2 separate regions of the Mus musculus genome follow, and region 2 is linked to region 1. The links are chromatin contacts, called in public promoter capture Hi-C maps. All regions are on one chromosome and are shown on one strand. Each heading gives the region's core, a stretch centred on a gene start, on an enhancer-like site or on the middle of the called end of the contact. The rest is flanking DNA. Distances are from core to core; before and after follow the strand shown. Region 1 holds the start of Isg20l2 (interferon stimulated exonuclease gene 20-like 2). Region 2 holds the start of Ubap2l (ubiquitin-associated protein 2-like).

Region 1 (6,556 bases), core at 3,603-6,102:
GTTTTAGGGGCCCAGACTACATTTTGAACTGGAAGCAAAACTTTTCTGCAACACGTGGCACTGATTTTTAGGGCATTAAAAAAATGCAAAAAATAAGGGGGTAATGGGGGCTTGCATGAAGGCCATTTAAGGGGAGGTCATGTGTGACAGACAGGAGTGGTGCCCTTTCAAGGAGGCTCCTGCACAAAGCTGTAAAGGTGAAACCTAAGTTACAATGGAGGATCTGGGGCTTTGGAAATGCCAGGACCACAGTGTACTTGTCAAGTACACTACAGGCACAAAGTGAAGCTAGCCCAACAGAGGGGCTCTGTGTGCTACAGGCAGGAGAGCTGCAAGGGCCAGCCTACAGCCTATAGCCTGGCAGTCCAGATAATGTGATGACCAGTGCAGAGTGCTGGACATGGAACTGGAGGCTCTGGTGTTTGCCCCGTTGTCTTTTCCAGCTATGCCATGCATTTCCTCCAAATGCCACAAGGCTTACGGTCCTGGATGCTCTAAGCAAGCCTGGAGGGAGGAGCAAGGCAGCGAGCAATTCCATGGCCTCGTCTTCAGTTCCTGCCTCCAGGTTTCTGCCTTGAATCCTGCTCTGATTTCTTCTTGGACTACAATTGTAAGCTAAAATAAACCCTTCCCTCCCCAAGTTGCTTTTAGTCAAAGTGTTTTTATCACAGCAATAGAACCTCTAAGAGAAGCCAGACAGTGGTGGTGCACACCTTTAATCTCAGCACCTGGGAGGCAGAGGCAGGCGGATTTCTGAGTTCAAGGCCAGCCTGGTCTACAGAGTGAGCCAGGACTATACAAAGAAGCCCTGTCTCAATAAAACCGAAAAGGAAAAAAAAAAGAGAGAGAGAAAGAAACTGGTTCTAGGTTGTCGGGTATTGCTGATGTAACACTAACCATGTGTTTTGGGGAGGATTGAAAAAGGACTTTGGAAGTTGGCACTGGAAAACCACCTAGTGTTCAAAGCTTAACGAGCTGTTGTGCAAACTTAGAGGAAGAATAATGCTGAGAGCAGTGCAGAGGATGAAGGCCTGGCTTGTAAAGTTTCAGAGAGAAGGTTGAAAGTTCCTTAAAGATTCTATTAAGGGCAGGCATAGCAGCGCATACCTTCCTTCTCAGCATTTGAGAAGCAGGGGCAAGACTGTCTCCGAGTTCATGGCCAGCCTACGAGATCGTGAGTCTCTGAACAGGACGCTTAAGCTGTGTAATGTTGGACTTTCTTTTCCTTTGACTGTGACTGTATCTATCCTGGCTCTTTTCTCTTGAAATAAAATACTTAACCTGTTTTTGATTTTCCAAGAACCCATAGTTATAAGACCTTAAAGAAATCAGGAATTCTAAAGACTTTAGATATTTAAGACTTTAAACTTTTTAAGTGTTTGAACTTTTAAAGACTATGGGACTTTTATTAAAGTTTGGAGTAAGTTTTATATTGTAATATTGATATTACTATGACATCTTGGGGACAACAAGAAAGGAAAGGTTGATTTAACAATGATATGTTTGTTAAGGTGACCAGGGTCAACTACTTAGTCATCTTGAGACATTTACCTGAGAAGAGAGAACCTTATTTGAGAAAATGTCTCCACTTGTCTGTAGACAAGTCTGTGCTGCCTTCTCTTTATGGTGACTGAAGCAAGTGCTGCCATCCCCAGACAGGTATTTCAAGAAAGCAGGCCGAACAAGCCAGGAGGGAGCAAACCAGCAGCAGCATTCCTTCATGGCTTCAGCCATGGAGTTCCGGCCTTGAGTGCCCACTCTAACTTCCCTCATGCTGGACTATTACTGAAATAAACCCTTCCTTCCCTCTTAAGGCTGCTTTTGGTCGTGGTGTTTTATCATAGCAATAGAAACCCTGACTAAGGGCTGGTGAGATGGCTCAGTGGGTAAGAGCACCCGACTACTCTTCCAAAGGTCCAGAGTTCAAATCCCAGCAACCACATGGTGGCTCACAACCATCCGTAACAAGATCTGACTCCCTCTTCAGGTGTGTCTGAAGACAGCTACAGTGTACTTACATATAATAATAAATAAATCTAAAAAAAAAAGATTATTTAAAAAAAAAAAAGAAACCCTGACTAAGACAGCTGGGCTCTACGGATTCCGGATTCAGTTGTTATGCTCGTGTAGCACGCACTTTTTGTGTAAACTTGGTTTTGAGACAGGATCTCACCTTGTAACTCGAAACTGACCTGGAACTCACAGAGATCCACCCATCTCTACCTCCCAAGTACTGGCTTTAAAACTGTGCTCCGCTGGGCAGTGGTAGCACACGCCTTTAATCCCAGCACTTGGGAGGCAGAGGCAGGCAGATTTCTGAGTTCGAGGCCAGCCTGGTCTACAGAGTGAGTTCCAGGACAGCCAGGGCTACACAGAGAAACTCTGTCTCAAAAAAAAAAAAAAAGGTGTGCTCCACCACACTCAGCCTTTGTTTTGTTTTCTGATGTGCTGGGGCTCACAGGTAAGAGTCTGCCTAAGCTTCAGAGACTCTGTTTAGACTGTTCGAAACGTTTGAAATTGAACTAAATCCAGTCCATAAATTTGTATTATAGGATAACTATGAGCTTATGAGGACCAAGGATGGAAAGTTTGGCTAAAAAGTATGATGTTTGGTCATAAGTTGACAGGGATGGACTTGTGACACAACTGTCTACTTAATAGAATTATACTAGAAGGCAAAGTTGAGCATGTCTGTGAGCTTTCAGATTGGGTCAACTGAGGTGGTAGGATCCATGTAAAAAAGAAACTAATCCTTACTCCAATAGGAAGCCTTCCTAATCACGTGACATTATTCTCCCTCCCTTTACCATCCTTTGACACCTCCCCAGAATATCACTTGCTGAAAGTCCTCTCCAGACCTCTCTCTACTGTCTCGACCCACGCTCCTCACCTGACTCCGAGCAGTCTTAAAGGGTGTAGCGTTAACCATGTGGCACTTCCGGATGCCACTCCATCTGGTCCGGTAGTTGACGATGTAGCAGGGGGGGAGGACGTACTCATCGTACAGCACATCACCATTGTAATTTACAATGCTGCATCGAGCCAGGGAACTAACGCGTCCCTTGGGTCCTGTGCCCACCATTTCACAGTCTATTGCCACCATCTTCCCTGGCAAGTTTTGGGGGACTGTAGGGCACTTATCTTCAGAACGAGCTTGGGTGGAGTTCGGTACAGCATTTTTCTTCAAGGGCTTCTTCTTGGAGCCTTTATCCTTTGACTGAGCTTGGGTGGAGTTCTCTGTAGCAATTTTCTTTTTCAAGGACTTCTTCTTGGAGCCCTTCTTCTGGGTGCTCTTAGTCTTTGGAAGGGCACTCTGAAACTCCCCTAGCAAATCTATTTTAGACACAACAGAAGCAGTCTTCTTTGAAGGAGCAGGGGTCAGCCAAGACAATGGTGCTTTCTTGTCTTTGGACTGCTCTGAGTCCCTCTTGGAGGCAGCTGCCTCTTTCTTCTTTGGGCATGGAAGGATCTTCAAAATGCCATCTACTCTTGAAGTTTCCCCTTTCTTTGGAGGTTCTGAGTTCAACTTAGACACCTTGTTAGGGGGTTGGTTCTTTTTATTCAGAAATCCTTTCTGTTCCAAGAACCTTCGCTTCTTGACAAAGCGTTGATGTTTGGCATTTCCTCCAAATGCCTTTTTCGAAGGTTGCCCAAAGTCTAAATTCAGGAGTATGGTAGACATGAGATCAGTGGATGGTGGGAGGAAGCTGGGAAGAATGGCTCACTGATAGCAAAAGGATGAGAGGCTCATCCTCTGTGGAATCCCATAGTTCAACATGTGGAGGTCTGCAATCAGCCTTGGGGACAAAGTAATCCTGATTCCCGCACCATAGGCCTGAGAGAAAAGAAGATCAGTTCTGGAAGACATAAGTGATAACTTCCACAAGCCCCAAAGCCCGGCTAACTACTGAAGCCTCCACAATTCACCTTTAGGTTGGTCTTAAAAGGGTTATTTCCCTTCTCCGGATCTCTGTGCCATTTTAAAAACTAAAGATGCTGGGGCTGGAGAAACGCCTTAGTAGTTATAACCTTGTTGCTCTCGCAGAGATATTAAGTTCAGTTCCAGGCACCCACGTTGTAGTAGTTCACAGCATCTGTACCTCCAGCTTCAGAAAAAACTAGATGCCTTCCGATCTCTGCAGGCCCCGGGCAATTAAACGATACACATACATAAATACAAACAAAACACTCAGACAAATAATAAATCTAATTACATAAAATGAGGGTGCTGAGGCTGCGGATAAAAAGATGTGGGACCCACGGAGATCGACTCTATCATGTCTATGAAGTCAAAACAAGGGCGTCAGATGAGACTTTTAAGTACCAGTGGTGAGAAGAAACAACACAAATACCCTCTGGATCACCCAGGAATTCTCAGCGTGCTACGAAATGAAGACCAAATCCAGGTGTCGCGCTCCCTCGGCTCCACGTGGGGGCGATCTCCTCACATACCTTACCTGTCTCCCACAGTAAGGACACAGTGGAGGGCCAGCCACCTCGGCCACCACATTCTTGACGATCCACGAACTATTCCCGAACACCCTATACACCTACCTCCAAGTTGGTTCCCCACTAAGATCGCAAGCGTCCGAAGCCGGATGCAGGCGCAGGCGCGCGCCGACGTATGCCGGGACGGCAAGAACGCGGGCGACAACGGGAAGGCGGCCGGCGCGCACGCGCCCGCAGCGCCCCCACCTCAGGCAGCGAGGCCAGCGACTCGGAGTGCGTGAGCAGCGGGAACGGCGGTGGCGGCGGCGGCGGCGTGGGTGGGGGCGGGGGCGGGATGCGCTCCCCGGCCCCTCGGGCCCCGTGGAGGTACAACTCGAAGGTGGTGGGCCGCGGGAAGCGGAACAGAGTGCGCCGGAACCGTGGTCCCACTTCCGGGAGGGAGGGTGGGACCTGCAGCTGACCCCCTCGCCGTAAGCTGGTGCTGGGCGCGCTTCTGTGACGTCTCCGAGTCCCCTGCGGCTGCGCAAATGGCTTGGCCCAGTGGAAGTCGTGACGTTGGGCAAGTGCGCCTTGTTCTAAGGATTTGTAATAGGACGGGATCGCCCTGAGAGGTGTCGTCGGGCGGGTTCGGAGTTCTTGCTTTGCGTCGGGCGTGCAGAATTGAGTCCGGTTTGGGTTGCATGGTTTCGTGGTACCGACCTTGTGTCTCCTCACCTCCTCCCTCCTTGCACCGACATTTCACGCCACAGGATGCGGGGCGTTTCAGCCCATGGCCTCTCGCATGAGGAGAGAAGGCAACTGGCTGTGGACCTCACCCGCGTCCTAGCTCACTACCGTTCCATCCTGGACGCCTACATCATCGTGAGGCCACCGGGCTGAGGGCGGGGTGCTTCTTGGGGGGCGGGGGGTGAATAGGAGCCCACTGCAGAGAAAATGTGGAGACAGCTTTTATCTCTTCCTAATAAGGAACGCGTTGACTACTAGAATACTTTTCACCCAGCCTTCTGACTCTAATACTTAAGTTTTGTTTGTTTCATTTGAAACCCCACAACCAACATTTGGCCATGCTACAGTTGCATAGAAACATACGAGAAACGAGATGTTCCATAGGATATCCTCCACTAAAGGCAATAAAGAGTGGGTTGGGGAAGAGGAAGTGCTTGGCCAAATGTGGTGTACCCTTGTAATCCTGTCACCTAAGAAGTAGATGCAGGAGAATCGGGAGTAAAAGGTTCCCCTGGGCTACAAAACAAGTTCTAGGGCAGCCTGGACTGGACGATGTTACTTTAAAAAAGGAGGGGAGGGAAACAAAACAGGGCAGACATACATAAAGTTACCTTTCTGTAATCTCGCCCCTCAGAAGACTAAGGCAGAATTGTCTTGACTTGCAGCCAGCTTAACGAGTGTTGAGACATGTCTCATTTCCCCCCAACTCCCCCCCACACACACAGAAGAGCACCAGCAAGGCTTGTGGGTGGGGTGATTCTCAACCTTCGTGATCCTACATCCATCCATTTAGTACAGTTCCTCATGTTGTGATCTCCAACTATAAAAGTATCTTTTGTTGCTACTCTGTAACTGTAATTTTACTACTGTTATGAATCGTAAATACCTGATATGCGGGATAGCTGAAGTGTGAACCCCCAAAGAGGTCCCAACCTACAGGTTGAGAACCGCTGTTTTAGGGTAAATGTTTGTCTAGGACTAACAAGATGGCTATGTGGTTAAAAGCATTTTTGTTTGTTTGTTTTTTGTTTTTTCGAGACAGGGTTTCTCTGTATAGCCCTGGCTGTCCTGGAACTCACTTTGTAGACCAGACTGGCCTCGAACTCAGAAATCCACCTGCCTCTGCCTCTGGAGTGCTGGGATTAAAGGCATGCGCCACCACGCCCACGCCCGGCTTCCTAACAAGGCTTTTAATTGCTCCTTAATTAGTTCATTATTTTCAGATGGGTACTCACTATGTTGAAATATCTCATGGAGATATTCTGGCCTTTGCCACCTGAGTGCTGGGATCCTTTAATAATAGACACCATACCTGGCCCCCACAGCCCCAGAATTTTAAAAGAACAAATGAATGAATTAAAATACACAGCTGTCTGGACCA
Region 2 (6,571 bases), core at 3,170-5,669, 2.1 Mb before region 1:
AGAGAAACCTTGTTTCAAAACAAAACAAGAAAAGACAGGCAGAAAGTGAAAGGAAGGAAGGCAGGCAGACAGACAGAGCAAACTGAGGTGATTTATCTTTGAGAGAGGATCTCTCTGTAGCTAGCCCTGGATGTCCCAGAACTGCCTTAGTAGACAAAGCTAGCCTTTAACTCACTGAGATTTGCCTGTTTGACTCCTGAGCTGTGGGATTAAAGGTATGTATCACCACACTTGGATACCCAAAGTGGTTTCTTTTAACACAGTGCTCTCAAAATAAATCTTAAGAAGAAATGGCTCATCTTTCTGTTCCATAGGTTTATATTCTAGAGTGTACCTTATCAGCTAACTTACCAGAGGCACGGATGGCATCTAGAGCTTTCATTCTGTACAGATAGTTGTAGCAACCTATTGAGAAAAAGACTAGTCTTAGTGATCACTTGCAAAATATTCCAAGATTATAGTGAATTAATAAACTGCCTCCTTGTATCTAGCATATATCCAATAACTTAGGACTATAAAGTTTTGTTATAGGTGTTGACATTTCTAATAGAGGAATTCTAAAGCTGTGGGACTCCTCAGTGAAACATCCTTCAGGAGCTTGTCACATACTTTGATTCCCCTGGGTTTCCAGCTGCAGTAGTCTGGTATCATCATCTGCAAGGAGCTGGGGTTCATACTTGATATCTTGAACCCTGGATAGTCGAATATCGATCTCCTCTTTTAAGTCCTGTGCATTCAGGAAAGAATACATCATCACTATCTTGTATTCTGTTTCCCAACAAGTTGTAAAGGGGACAGAGCATATAAACTAATATGAAACAGAGAAATATCAAAGAATGGTGTGGTTTGTAAATGCTTGGCCCAGGGAGTGGCACTATTAGGAAGTGTTGGCCTAGGTGTGTCATTGTGTGAGATTATTGGATTTCTGAGGACAGCCTGGTCTACAAAGTGAGTACCAGGCCAGCCAGACTACACAGAGAAACCCTGTCTCCAAAGAATTAAAAATAAACAAACCAAACCCAAATAAGCAAAAATATGTTTAATACACAATCCACTCTTCAGGAAAAAAAACTTTTTAACTACCATTTAAACTAAGGAGCTGGGTATTTCAATGTATGCCTGTAATTCCAGCAGTCAAGACACAGAAGGAGATCAGGAACTCATGGCCAACGTTGTGTTCTAGAGGCCAGCCTAGCCTGTAAGAGACTCTGGTCTCAAAAAGCCAAAAAGGGCTGAATACGAGAGCCAAGTGAAGACCATTTTTAGTCAGTAAGAGTATATGCAAAGTTATGAAATCCAGTCAATAGAGCCTGATGCTGATAATGGGGAGAGTCATAGAAAAGGAAGTTGGTAGTAAAGTCCCCTGGTGTCTTATTAAAAGGAAAAGCATGACGGAGATGGCAATGGGATGTAAGGATTCTGACTTACAACAGGGGATGCTATCTCAGTTGTCAGAGCAATTGTCTAGCACACACCACGTTCCTGGGATCAGGCTCCAGCACCACATAAACCACGAGTGTCAGTGCATGCTTATAACCTTGGCACTTCAGAACCGAAAGCAGGAGGGCCAGTGCAATGCCAGGGTTACCTACAAATCCAGCTCTAGCCAAAGATACAGGAGATCCAGTTGGAAAAACACCAGCCACCAACAAAAAGATTTCAAAGGAGATGGGGACAGGAGGCCAGGCAGTATAGTGAAATTGGCAAAACCCAAGCTTAGTGAAGACCCTGACTCTAAAATTAAGGTGGAGAGCAACTGAAGAAAATGGACTATGCCACAGTATGGCTTCCACATATGGCACACACATGCATGCATACCTACTTACACATAAGTGTACACATATACACAAAGGATTTCTGACTTAAGTATACTAGGTTTGAGATGGCTATTTGAAACTTAAGGGTCTTTGTTTTTTTTTTTCCAGACAAGTTTTCTTTGTAGAGTCCTGACTGTCCTAGAGATCACTCTGTAGATTAGGCTGGCCTCAAAATTACAGATTCTCCTGCCTTTGCCTCCTGAGTGCTGGGATTAAAGAAATATGCCCAACTTCCCAGCCTTGAAACCTGAGTTTTAATGTCAGATGGTAGTTATATATACCAACAGGTTTCTCAATAGACAAAGTTCCATTAGAAAACATTTTTCTTTTTCTTTTCTTTTTTTTTTAAAGATTTATTTATTTGTTTTATGTATGTGAGTACATACAAAATTATGAAGGTTGTGAGCCTTCATGTGGTTGTTGGGAATTAAATTTTTAGGACCTCTGCTCGCTCTGGTTGGCCCCACTTGCTCAGTCCCTGCTTGTTCTGGCCCAAAGACTCATTTATTATTATACATAAGAACACTGTAGCTGACTTTAGATGCACAAGAAGAGGGCATCGGATCTCATTATGGGTGGTTGTGAGCCACCATGTGGTTTCTGGGATTTGAACTCAGGACCTTCGAAAGAGCAGTCAATGCTCTTGCCCGCTGAGCCATCTCGCCAGCCCAGAAGACATTTTTCTTAAAGCCAAGAAAAGCAAAGCACTTAAGGAGAAAGTTTAGACACTACTAGATTATTTACTTTTACTATTCTTTTTTTGGTTTTTCATGTCAAGGTTTTTCTACATTGCCCTGGCTGTCCTGAACTAGCTCTGTAGACTTGGTTGGCCTCAGAGATCCACCTGTCTCTGCCTGAGTGCTGGGATTAAAGGTATGCTCTACCAAGCCCAGCACGATTATTTAATTTGTGGACGCAGTCTGATGTGGCACATTATCTTGGTAATCTCATTACTTGTACTGTCCTTGCAGGAGGGCTGCTTTGAGGTTCCGTGGTGAGAGTTATTGGGTTACAATTGGGTGTTCAGTATGTCTCAAAATACAAAACAAAGAACAATAACAACATTAAAAAGTTGTTAGGTAATTTCTTTCTTTGGCTTTAGGTTTGACTTGAAAAGTATAACTAGGTGATTATTGCCCCGCCCCTTGCTTTCAGCAGTGTCAAGGATTAAACCCAGTCGTCTGCATTCTAAGCAAGCACAATGGGCATCTTTAAAATTCTGCAAAGGCAACCATTCTCACAACGCTGGAACCAACTGTAAGTGTTCTCAGCATCATGCTTAAACTAAAGCAACATGAAATATTTAGTAATTTTAGTTGAAGATGAGACATTTTACAGCTGAATTGGTTTAAATCTTAAGGTACATGTTGTGGAGCAGCAGTGAGCAGGAAGTTATTGCTTAGACTGTGGAATGAAAGGAAGCATATGAATAAAAGTCTTCTTTTAAAGTCCGAGAAAAATCTCCTTGTGCCAAAGAACAGGTTTACCTTGCATTCTAGTGACCTACCTTGGGGGCATTGTGTCCTACAGGAACATGAGGTCCCCTTCTAGATTTCATTGCAAAGCGCATGATTTGTCTCTTCACAAAAATAAACAGCAGTACGAATACCTGCCCAAAGAGATTAGAGCCATTTTAGTAATAGCAATAATTTTTTAAAATGTTCACTTTCAAAATCCCTGGGTTTAGGCCTTCAGAGCTGGATGCTTTGGGGCGAAGCCGGGTCGCTAAGGACGGAGGTGGGTCAGGGGCTAGTAACGGAGAGGCATGTTAATCTGGGCTCTAGAATTTAAGAGGGAGGGTTCTTACTTAGAGCCAGGCAGCTTTGACTTAAAGATCTCAGACTGTCTACGGATACAATTCGGAAGTCCAGAAACAAAACAAGTTAAGTGGCTGAAGAACAAAGACAGAACGGCTCAGGAGCCTTCTTTTCAGGAGTCCGGCTCAGAGGGTCGGGACTCAGACAAATGCCACAAGAGGAAGAGAATGGGGATCTCACCAGGCTCCCGTACGCCATCACCAGCACGACATTCACTCCAGAAAGCCAGTTACTACTAGACGCCATCGCCTCTCTCTCCGGGAACACCTGCTAGGACAGTCCCGCCGCGCTCGCGCGTTAGCCCAGGCTCTGCCGAAGCCAGGGAACCTAGGTTCCCTGGAGCTCTCCGAACATTTCCATATGGTTTTCGATTAAAAAAAAAAAAAAAAAAAAAACCAGGCTAGAGTCCGTCAGAAAACATGGTGGATGGGGGCGCTAGTTAAGCATCGGACCTTCCCGTCCCATTTCCCCACCCCCACCCCCTCCGCCACGTGACTTATGTCCGCAAAGGTACCTGGGAGTGCGGAGACGCGGAACTACGCCAGTAAGAGGAAGCCGAGACCTTACTGGAGTCACGTGATGGAGGCGGATCCGTGCGGGGCGGGGCGGGGGCGGGGCGGGCGCGCGGAACTCAAGAGCAGTGTTTCGTGGCGGGGAGGCGCGCGCACGCTGACGTGCGCGGCCCTTTCGCGTCACGTGCTGAGGGACGCAGGAAGGCAAGTGGGAGGGGGAAGGCGCGAGAGCGAGCGCGAGAGGGAAAAGGAGGGAGGGGGTGGGGAGGAGGGAATCTTATATCACGTGACAGGGGCGGCGCGGCCCGGGGTGTCAGTGTGGAGGAGACTGAGGTAAAGTTGGGAGCGCAGCGGCGTTGGCGGCGGCGGCGGCGGCAGCGGCAACGCGGCGGGGCCGGGTATTGTCCGCGGCCCCTTTAAATCCGCGATCCCCTTTTTACCCTCCCTTCTTTTCCTCTGTCCCCTCCGTATTCCTGTCCCGCGGTAGGCCCCCCCCACGCCGTGTGTCTCCCCACTGTACACCCTCCCTTCTGGTCTTGGGAACCCGGGCGTCCAACCTCCCCACCTCGAATTGGCCGCCGGGGGTTTTGTTTATAGTTGGGTTCGCGGCCTACTGGGCCGCGCCAGAGCCGGGGCCTCGATTTGGGAGCGTGGCCGGGGCGGGGCTTGGGGCAGCCGGAGGGGGGGGGCATGTGGCTAGAGCCTGAAGGGGGAGAGCGAGAAAGAGCGCGGGCGAGCGAGGCCTGGGCCCAGCCTGAGGTAGGGTTGTTTAGGAGGGTCAGTGTCTTGTGGAGAAGGCCTCCTCCCTCCCCAGTCCTCTCTGGGCCTCTGATCCGGATCCGGCCTGGTTTTGGGGGCGGAGGGGGGGTGGCGATGGGGTGGAGCTGCCCCAAACTCCCCCATGTGGCCCTCGGTTTGGAGTGCGGAGGATTAATTTGTTCCGGGTGGGAGGTAGAGAAGCGAATGGCCCCATGGGCTCTAGATGTGGCGCGGAGGGGGGTGAGTCTCCCATCCTCCGCGCGTGGGCTTCTGTCCTCTCTGTTCATTTCCAGCCTCTTTGTCAGCTCCTCTTATTACCCTGCCTTCTTTCTTACCGACCCTGGTCGTGGAATATATTTTCGCTGCAGTCTTTGACTTCCTGTTGTCTATACTGTAGTTTTGGCTACCCAAGCAGTTATCTTATTTGGGAAGCTGGACATGGAGGCCCCCGTGGATTGTGTTGCGCCTAAGGGATGTCACTAGACTGGGCATTTGTTCATTTTTCTCATAATGGGAATGGAATTCCAAATTTCTTGAGACCCTTCACCTGGTGGACAGCCCCTAAATTGTTTTGCAAAGTGATGTCACAAACAAGAGACTGTTTTCCACGATTCTTAAAATTTAGCAACCTCTGGTGTAGGTTGTTGTGGAAAGAAAAAACAGTTAAAGGCGATTTTGTTAAATTTGTTTTTGCCTTTGACTCACTGACTACTAAATGGAGAGATTATTTTTTGTCTCCACCTCCCATATTCTGCGTTGGGGATATCTGCTGTGTCTTGCTGGGAGGGGGGTATGAGTCAGTTTGACAACCAGCATTAGAGATTAAAATATTTGGATGTGTATCTGTTGATAAGACTGTGTTGTGGGTCCTATACCACTGTCTTTAATTATAGATCATCCCAGTGATTGTTTCTGTTGTGAATGGGAGATACTGCTGTCATGTAAAATAGTGAGGAAGGGCTAAATGTACTGGCTTTCCCCAGTGTTTCTAACTGGGAAGACTCCTATTAGATTGAAGGTGGTTGGGGAATGGGACACAGGTCTAGGAAAATTAGTTTCTCTGTTAGAAGTGGTAAGCCTTACCCATCCCAGTCCAACTTCAGAATGTCTGAATTGTTTCTCACATTAGATTGTAAGCTCCCTGAGAGCAGCAACTAAGTCACACTGCTTTTGTATTTCCTGAAGGATTGGACAAGTAGTAGATTCTCAATAAATACTTATTGTTTATTTTTTTCAGTAAAATTTCTCTGGCTATTTTTTTAAGTAGCTGGCTTTCAAAATGTAGTCAAGGGCACTTCTTTGTTGAAACCTGTACTTGTTCTGTAGTGTTCCCTTGGTTTCCAATACTTCTTTCTCATCCCACTTCCCTTAAGTACTTAGGTTTTCTATGAGTTCACAAAACAAGGCCACTCACTTTCACTGTATAACTCTAGGTATTCATCTTTGTTTGCTACTAAAATGTACTAATTCTGTGCCCTTAAGTGGTTTGCCCAGATTATTTACTTTTGACCTGTTGCTCATTGTTACTAATGAGGGGGTTAAATTTTTCTTAGTTACACATTTCAAAGTATTTCCAAAGAGGGAAATGGAAGTTAAAAGCAAGACTGATTAAAAAGATTTTTTTTTCTGGCTAGTTACATATCTTTCAATATGACTATATTTACAT

What was found. Capture Hi-C pulls out chosen DNA fragments and counts their contacts.
Region 2: a promoter capture Hi-C map of liver shows a contact between it and region 1, with 4 times the contacts expected there. The contact joins the promoter of Ubap2l here to the promoter of Isg20l2 in region 1. A contact is called at or near these places in 2 of 39 promoter capture datasets (liver and pre-B cells) and 1 of 9 other capture datasets (liver).

What each region holds. Positions count from the first base shown.
Region 1 is chr3:87,928,610-87,935,165 of GRCm38.p6, reverse strand. It overlaps Isg20l2 (interferon stimulated exonuclease gene 20-like 2), which reads right to left and starts at 4,852. Exons shown (of 4, transcript NM_177663.4): 1 at 4,555-4,852; 2 at 2,891-3,835. The coding sequence starts at 3,682. Rrnad1 (ribosomal RNA adenine dimethylase domain containing 1) reads left to right here and starts at 4,971. Exons shown (of 8, transcript NM_153562.4): 1 at 4,971-5,310. The coding sequence starts at 5,200.
Region 2 is chr3:90,050,363-90,056,933 of GRCm38.p6, reverse strand. It overlaps Ubap2l (ubiquitin-associated protein 2-like), which reads left to right and starts at 4,419. Exons shown (of 28, transcript NM_001165984.1): 1 at 4,419-4,479. It overlaps 4933434E20Rik (RIKEN cDNA 4933434E20 gene), which reads right to left and starts at 4,132. Exons shown (of 7, transcript NM_025762.3): 1 at 3,815-4,132; 2 at 3,325-3,426; 3 at 610-727; 4 at 352-405. The coding sequence starts at 3,880.